2 separate regions of the Gossypium arboreum genome follow, and region 1 is linked to region 2. A link is a contact called in public Hi-C data. All regions are on one chromosome and are shown on one strand. Each heading gives the region's core, a stretch centred on a gene start, on an enhancer-like site or on the middle of the called end of the contact. The rest is flanking DNA. Distances are from core to core; before and after follow the strand shown. Region 1 holds the start of LOC108461395 (protein DNA-DAMAGE INDUCIBLE 1). Region 2 holds the start of LOC108461645 (vacuolar cation/proton exchanger 5-like).

Region 1 (4,329 bases), core at 1,199-3,698, 180 kb after region 2:
AACTCAACAATGAGTTTGAATCGGATAGCAAGGAAGATAAACAAATTTTCGTTTTGGTAACATCAAAGAAGCGAGACAAGAGCTCCTCTTTGCTGACATTTATGGAAAGTCTGTCTTTCAGCAGTACTATTGCTTAATTGAGCCAATGACTACGAATAGAAACTGCTTCCCCAAGCCTGGATTGCCTACTTCTTGGGAATTTTCCATTGTTGATTTTGTTAAATGCGATTGTGATGCCTCTTTAGATCTTGTTTGAAGTGGTTGATGGATGGTGGAATTTGATTGCAAAAGCCTTTCCTATTCGAGTCGGCATGTTTGTGGACTAAAGACAGGGTCTGAGTTGGACCGCCACAACGGAGCAAGATATTTGTTTCTTGTGTTATACCCATTTTTGATGATTGAAAAGTCTTTTGCAAATTTAGAGTGTGAAAAATGGCTTAAAGCCCAGTCCATATGTTTATAACCAAAGTCACAAACATATCACTCCACGTTTTTCTCAGATCCAAAAACCTCCATTTCCCACTCCCCTTTTCACGTCTCTCTTTCTGTTAAAAACCAAAAAGTTTCCCTGTAAGTAAAAGGAAAAAAAAAAAAGATGTGTTTTGGGAGAATATGTATGTGCTGCACATGTTTGGTAATTATAGTGATTGTGATCGGTACTTTGTTTGGTTTTGGTGTTTTCAAGAAAGGGATAGAGAAGATAAAAAATTCAACGCACGATGAGATTGATTTTTATCCCTGTGATCCTTTATTCTCTCCTTGTGGAAGGCCTTTCTTGGGTTATGGAGCTCCACTTCAATTCTAATTTCCTCCCTCCCATTTTTTGGTTTTTAAATCTCATTTTTTTCCCAGTTCGGATTGTTTCTTTCTTGGGATTTATGAATATTATGATGTGTTTGTTTGTACCTGTTTACATTTAGATTCTTGAGTGATACTCTTCAATTTAAAGACGTGATTTCTTTAAGGTGGCCTCTCTGCGTAAGTTAGGAGGGATATAGACTTTTTGGAATTCAAAGCTGAAACACTCAATTTAATTATTTCAAAAGTTGAAGGAGGATAGACATCCTGATTCACTCAGTAGTGGAGTCAGGATTTTTTTGTCAGAATTAAATTGTATATTTTTATAATAATAAAATATAATTTTATAATTTTAATAATTTATATTTTTATAATTTTTAAAATTAAAATAATTAAATTTTTATTATTTTAGACATAAAATACTATTTTATTATTATTAATTTAAAATTTTATAAATCATAAAAGATTTAAATTAAAAATTCTCTTAGTAATCAGTCACTGAATTCAATACAAAAACTAAAATATGAAGTGAATTATGATAAAACAAATTACATAATATATAAATAAATACTAAATACTAATGGAGACTTGGTTAACTTTTGGGTTTAGAGATGGAAGTTGTGAATAACTAGAAAAGGCAATGGAAATACATGGATTGAATAAAGGAGCTAGGTTCTGCAATCGGACATAAGAACCATTATATTATTTAATAATTTGAATCCAACCGCACAGTCTGAACCCAACTCAATTGTTGAAACACCTCAACTTTTCCCGTTTAGGCGGTCAATATCATTTTTCACCTCCTCTTTAAAACAATCAAATAAATTTTATTCCTATCAATTTTAAATACAATATTAGTTTTTTATTAATTTTACATAATTTTATTAGTTAATAATAATTTTAACTCTCAAAATTTATAAATTTTATTTTTTAATATATATTTTAAGCTAAAGTTTTTATATATTATCTTTTAATTTTTAAAATTTTATATATTTTTTAAATATTTTTTAGAATCATGATCAAGTTGATATAATATATAAACATTAATGACTTAATTTGTTATTAATCAATCAAAACTACATACGATTGATAGAAAATATCAATTTTCATGATTAATTGTCTTTAGTTACTCACTTTTGAAATCTTTAAGAATTAAATTGTTTTAATTTTTTAAGAAGGACTAATTCGTTTCGATGTTGAAATTGAGGACTAAAGAGGTATTTTCACCTTTAAGCTTCATTTGAAATAATGTCATGAATAAAAAAGAAAAAGGCATAATTACTTAACTATTCAATTTATTCTATTTTAGTCACCCACTATTAATATTTTTAGTTTAATTACTTAATTTTTCAAATTAAATATTTTAGTTACTTTTGTCCTAAGAGAGTAACAAAATTTAATGTCAATTTTTTATTAAGCTAATAATAAATTCAGTCCTCAATGTTTACAAAATTTATTATTTTAATTATAATTCTAAAATTATAACATATATTTAGAAAACTTAAAAATATCTGTATATTTACCTTTTTTTTTTTTTAAGGAATTTAAATTTAGTATCATAGACCAAAATCGATATTGATATACTTATCTAAAAGAAAACGTACAGTGGAAGACTACCAATAAAAGTATGACATGTAAGCGATTAACTCTAGACCCCATTGTGGAGAATCACTTGCACCTACTTCGACAACAAGTTAAAAGAGCGAAGGGAACTGAAACTCTGTCGTAAGAAACAACATCCAATATAAAGTAAATTCAAACAAAGGTAAATTAAAGTCCTTTCTTTTCTTCTATTTATATATTACTAATTATTTGTTAACCCCAAAACTTTCATAAAATCAAACCCTTCAGCTAACAAGAGACGAAGAAGATCTAAAGCTACTGCCAGGATGAGAATTACTGTAATGACTGCAGATGAACAGATCCTTAGCTTGGATGTTGATCCTCATGAAACTGTTAAGCACCCTTTAATCCCTTCTTTTAATTCTTTACTCCTTTTTGCTGATTTTTTTTACTTGTTTTATTAGATTGAATTTGTTTTGAAAGCTACCCCTTTTTCCTCAATCTTTATACTTATTTTGCTGATTTTGGTATTTTCCTTTGTTTCTAATAGGTTGAAAATTTGAAAGCTTTGCTAGAAGTTGAGGTAAGAGATTAGTACCGTTTTTTTCTTTATGTTTCCTTTTTAAATTATTTAATCCTTTTGGGGGTTAACTGAAACCATTGTCTTTCCTTAGTTTTGGGGTTCTTGAAAGTTGATTATTGAGATTCATTAGCTTACGTTAGTTGATAAAAAATACAATTTTTATCCCTTCCTTCCCCAAAAGAAGTTTTGAGAGTTGGAGGTGGATCGAAGTTTATGCTAATAGGTTAGAGCTTGTTTGGGTTTTATGGGCAGACTATGGTGCCATTGCAGCAGCAGCAACTGTTGTTTAATGGAAGGGAAATGAACAACTCTGAGAAATTGAGTGCTTTGGGTGTTAAGGATGATGACCTAGTTATGATGGTCTCTGGTGTTGCTTCAAGGCAAGTAGTTTTCTTATCTTGTTTTTTGACGTTGACTCTTTTTAATCTCATCTGTTGAAATATCACTGACCTGACTTGGATGCTTGTTATGAGATTTTTAACATGGATGTGTACTGTCAATGCAGTGGCAGTGCATCTAGGAATGACTTGAGCTTGAATCCTGATGGATCTGCCGTGAATCCTGCAGCTTTCCAACAACAGATTCGACAGGATTCTAATCTAATTGGACAATTATTTCAGACTGATCCTGAGCTTGCTCAAGCCGTTGTCGGAAACGATCTCAACAAACTGCAGGAGATTCTCCGAGCTCGTCATCAACGAAGATCTGAATTGCGACAACAAGAGGAGGAGGAGCTTGTGAGTAGCTTATATTAGTTGTCTATGCCTTTAGTTGGTTGTGAATCAGTGGTGAATGTATCATGATTTGATAAAATTATTGAGAAAACTTATAAAATACTAGAACAGCATGATCATACTTATGATAAAATTGTATTTGCTTGATCATCTCTTTGATTGATGCACATTTACTTAATCTTGCCCCATAGGCTCTTCTACAAGCTGATCCTTTTGATGTTGAAGCACAAAAGAAAATTGAGGCTGCCATTCGGCAGGTTAGTTTTCCTCAACATTCGATCAATCTAACTTAATTGTATCTTATTTCCTTTTGAAATGTGTTTGTATATTAATTTACAGTTTGACAAAGGATTGTGGTATCTCCATACTTAGCACTCGATTCCTTTTCCTGGACAATATGATATTTTGGCTATTTGACCTTTTGCAATATTGATGCAGAAAGGGATTGATGAGAACTGGGCTGCTGCCTTAGAATATAATCCTGAAGGCTTTGCAAGGGTGGTATGTAGGCTCGCTTTCCTTGCGAAGTTTACCCATTTAAATTTATTATTTTTCCCCTTTAGAATGTAATCTTCTTGTCGTACTAATCAGGTTATGCTGTACGTGGACATGGAGGTTAATGGTGTCCCATTGAAGGTAAATTAGATGGCA
Region 2 (3,960 bases), core at 435-2,934:
CTCGCAATTAAACAATGTATAAAAAAAAAAAAAAAGCAACGGAGGAAAGAGCATCAAAACCAAAAACTCACATTATGAGCAGTCAACTTGTGAACAAGGATTGCTAGAGGCCCGAAAGGCATGAGCAAGTTGAGTTTATTAGAGAAAACTACAGTCTTTATGCTCCTATAGACACCATGTCCTATCATATTATTACAGCCAGCAGGCAGACGACCATCAGAAAATGGTAACGGTTCATTTGAATAAGTAGTCTGATTTTTTCGAGCATCTGTTTCAGGGGAATGGAGGCATTCATCATGGAGATCTTGCATTGACCTATCTTCTAGTGATCCCATCTGCTTCAAGAGAACATTACAAACACAGAGTAAAATAAACTCGAAAGATCAAATTAGCAACCCGAAATGCAGGGTAGGGGGAAAGAAATGGAGAAGGGTAAAACATTAAAAATGAATAATAGCATACTTCAAGGTGGGATTGAACTCCGACTTGCAGCTTGTAATCCATCTTCACATATCAAAAGAGCAATAAGTTCTCCATGGCCATTAACATAAAAGCATTACAAAACCATGTGCTTAGTTTTTAATTCCTCAATGTCTAAATAACAACAGCACAATTGAAATTTGTTCCAAAGAAGGAAAAAAAAAGCATAATATTAGCAAGTACGCTTACAATACCCTGAAATTGCAATAATGAAATAAAATTCCAAATCAAGATCTCATCTTTCAAGTTTATCCCCCTACCATACTTGTCTATCAATTCATGCTATAATAAAATCTAACTTAAGAAATTGGTTTTCTAAGACTTGTATGCATAAAAATAGAAACCAGCTACATCAAATCAATGAAAACATGTAACAGATTCAAATTTCCAAACAATCAATAGCATACAATAGAATAAAGACAGAACAAAGAAACAAGAAATATAGATTCCTGTTTGCCAAAAATAGCATCAAATATTAACATCTATGAATGCTTAAATAAACAATCTCCAGAACAAAGGGGAACCAACAAAAGTTGTCAATACATCAATGGATCTGAGAAAGGACTAACCTTTATTATAAATCTTTAGAAAATCTGAGTTGGGTATGAATAAAAAACCCCCTGCAAAAAAAAAAAAGAAACAAAATAATATTCTTTACCCAAAAGAAAAAAAATACTGTTTTTTTTTTCTTTTGGTAAGAAAGAGAACCCTTAACGACGAGACCGTATGAATGAGACTGGATTCTAACTTCGTATTTAGGGGGTTATATGTAGTGTAGCTAAGTTCTGATTTTCCGTTTTCTTCGTATAATTTTTCCTACTAATTTGAATTGCCTGTCTTTCATTGTTTCCCTTTCTTAAAAAAAAGAAAAAAAAGAAAATTCCCCTTAAATTGAAGGTTGGAGAAAACAAAGGAAAAAAACTGTTAAACTTGAAAAGTTCACTAATGTTAGATTAAATTAAGTAATGTAGTCTGGCGGATCGGATCCCCATTTTTATTTTAATTCAAAATAATCTGTTATTTGTATTTGTTTGATTGATCAAATTTTGTTCTAAAATTCCAAAAATGGAAACATTTAAATATATGAATCCAGATTTCACTATACAAACCCATCTCAAATTTCATAAAGCTATATTCATGATAAGGTAATGATTGATTTAAATTAACGATATTTATTTAACTTTTATCCCAAATTTAAAGCCTTAACTTTTTTCTAAAGAAAATATGTGAGTTTCCATTTCCATGGTCAAGCCAGACAATGCTGCCTAAATATTTCTTTATGGGAAAAAAAGGACCAATGTTCAACGTCTGGTGTTGTTGGGTCAAGTCTTGAGCCAGCCAGAAAATAAAATAAAAAACACATCCATTTCTAAATTTATGTGAAAGAGACTTTACAACACTACACCAACTTATTTCCATTTTCAAGCTGACAGAAACTTCAACACAACACAACGTACATGATTTCCAGACCAGACCATGCCCTTGTTTCAGGTATTGAACATTGGCTAATGTTTCAAGCGATTCATTTCTCCTGTATTGTTTGCTGCAAATACCTCCCTGGCACCAATTGACCCCTCCTGGAACCAACTCCTAAACTACCTCTTATCTCTCTATACATCCATGCCAAAGTTGAGACACCTGCAAAAGCCATGGTTGCAGCAATGCCGAAACCAACCAAAGCACCCATGAGAACCAACCCGGCAAATAGTAGCAGTGGACTGAAAATCAGCAGTAGAGGTGACGTTATAAATAGCAGTGTCAGTGTTGCCAAGAAGCTGAACCCCATCATTCCTAGCAGCGGTGCAGCCAGCGCCATACCAGCCAGTGCTGCCAACATCACTGACTTGCCATACACCACATTCCTTTCCGCCATTGTTCTCAACTTTTCTTGTTTTTGGTTATTTTTCCCCTTAAAAAAGGGCTTGATTCTCTGATTTTATAACCGAAAGAGGTTAAAAAGACGTGCTGTTCAGGCTTTTCTTGGAACCTATGTGTGGGGGTTTCGCTCTTCCATGTGGCCGTCATTAGTCCATTCAAACGACACGTGCTAGCTATTGAATTAAAGTACAGCTTTCTTAAATATGCCGATAAGACTTTATTTCAGTGCTAGCAAACAAGTTTCGAAATTACAAATCAGTATGCATTCTCCTTGTTGAGGTCTTTACAATCAAAATGACCTTAAAAAATGGAACGATATGTGAACCAAATGACAAATCGAAGTGTTTGATTAATCTACCTAATAATATACTTAAAAGACAATGGCTACCAAGCTGTCTTTGTCACCTGAGGCAGTGTTTTCAAAAGTGACATTGATGGCCTCCTCACAGTGTGATTGAGAAGTAGCATCAGTGTTAAAAGGGTCAAGGCCCCTGCCTGATGTGCAGTGCCAAGTGAAACAGGCACATATGATAAAAGTGTTGATACACCTAACGTTACCTACAAGAATGAAAAATAATGTTATTAGTGTTTAAACTGTTGAAAGAAAAAACAGGGTCTAAATGAAGGAGAATCACCTGAAGAGCAGCCATGCCAAAAGTGGCGCCAACCAAAGTTCGAATAGCTGGATGGATGTCGAGCTTTTTGGTCGACCACCATAAACCGCAAATGGAGATTAAAGTGGTAGTTGCAAGGATACGATGGTCAAGCTGGAAAACGAAATGCATTATACCCTCTATATATGAACTGATACCAGCATTTAAATTGATTTTCTTATCTAAGCAATCATAAGAGCACCAGGAAATAATAGAGAAGACAAATTACCTGCACCATGGATGTATTCTCAAATAAGTTTCGGATTGTTGGTTTCAAGTCAAATATATTATCAGGAACCCACACATCTCCCATCTTTGGAAAAGTATTGTATGCACGGCCCTAGAAATTAAAGGATACACAGATTGCTAATCAGAAAAGACCCCAAATGATTTTAAAAAGGTTATTGTGAAAGAAAAAATTTGCAAGAAATGAACAAAATAAGTTACTTACAGCATCGTTTCCTGCAACAAATGCTCCTGAAACAGCGGTAATGCCTACAATGAGGCTCACTGGAATTGCAAGCCTCTTGAGTTTGGCAGCACCTTGAACCCAGGCTAATGACTCGGCAGGAGGTTCAGGCATTACAACAGAGAGAGCAGTCCAGAACAGGCCACTGTAAATAACGAATGCAGAAGTAAGATGAGCAGCAAGTCTATAAGGGCTCACTCGGGGCTCAACATATTCCGAAGCTGGTTCCTGTAGGAAGAAACAATATTATTCTACAAATTTACAAATTTAAACTCATATTTACTAAGGACGGTGAAATAAAATTAAAACAAATTACTTCTCACCTCTAATCCACTTTTAACCATCCACCAACCAATTAAACCCTGACCAGCACCAAGAGCAAATAGAGCAGAGAGTCTTAGTCCAAGGCGCATGGTAATATATCCCTTACGAAGAAAATACGAGAACGGCAATGCAAACATCATGCCTAGGGCTCTCCCC

Evidence for each region. A called contact is a pair of places that touch in the nucleus more often than the background predicts.
Region 1: a contact with region 2 is called in a Hi-C map of leaf, with 4 times the contacts expected there. The contact joins the promoter of LOC108461395 here to the promoter of LOC108461645 in region 2. A contact is called at or near these places in 4 of 5 Hi-C or Micro-C datasets (all in leaf).

The regions. Positions count from the first base shown.
Region 1 is chr13:107,826,395-107,830,723 of ASM2569848v2, forward strand. LOC108461395 (protein DNA-DAMAGE INDUCIBLE 1) reads left to right here and starts at 2,449. Exons shown (of 16, transcript XM_017761237.2): 1 at 2,449-2,563; 2 at 2,650-2,753; 3 at 2,912-2,944; 4 at 3,197-3,324; 5 at 3,450-3,681; 6 at 3,870-3,935; 7 at 4,117-4,179; 8 at 4,270-4,314. The coding sequence starts at 2,688.
Region 2 is chr13:107,644,418-107,648,377 of ASM2569848v2, forward strand. LOC108461645 (vacuolar cation/proton exchanger 5-like) reads right to left here and starts at 1,685. Exons shown (of 12, transcript XM_017761545.2): 1 at 1,050-1,685; 2 at 463-504; 3 at 72-335. The coding sequence starts at 504. LOC108461111 (oleosin H1) reads right to left here and starts at 2,425. Exons shown (of 1, transcript XM_017760811.2): 1 at 1,827-2,425. The coding sequence starts at 2,353. The coding sequence ends at 2,003. It overlaps LOC108461110 (cytochrome c oxidase assembly protein COX15), which reads right to left. Exons shown (of 7, transcript XM_017760809.2): 3 at 3,804-3,960; 4 at 3,463-3,708; 5 at 3,241-3,351; 6 at 2,994-3,125; 7 at 2,552-2,916. The coding sequence ends at 2,743.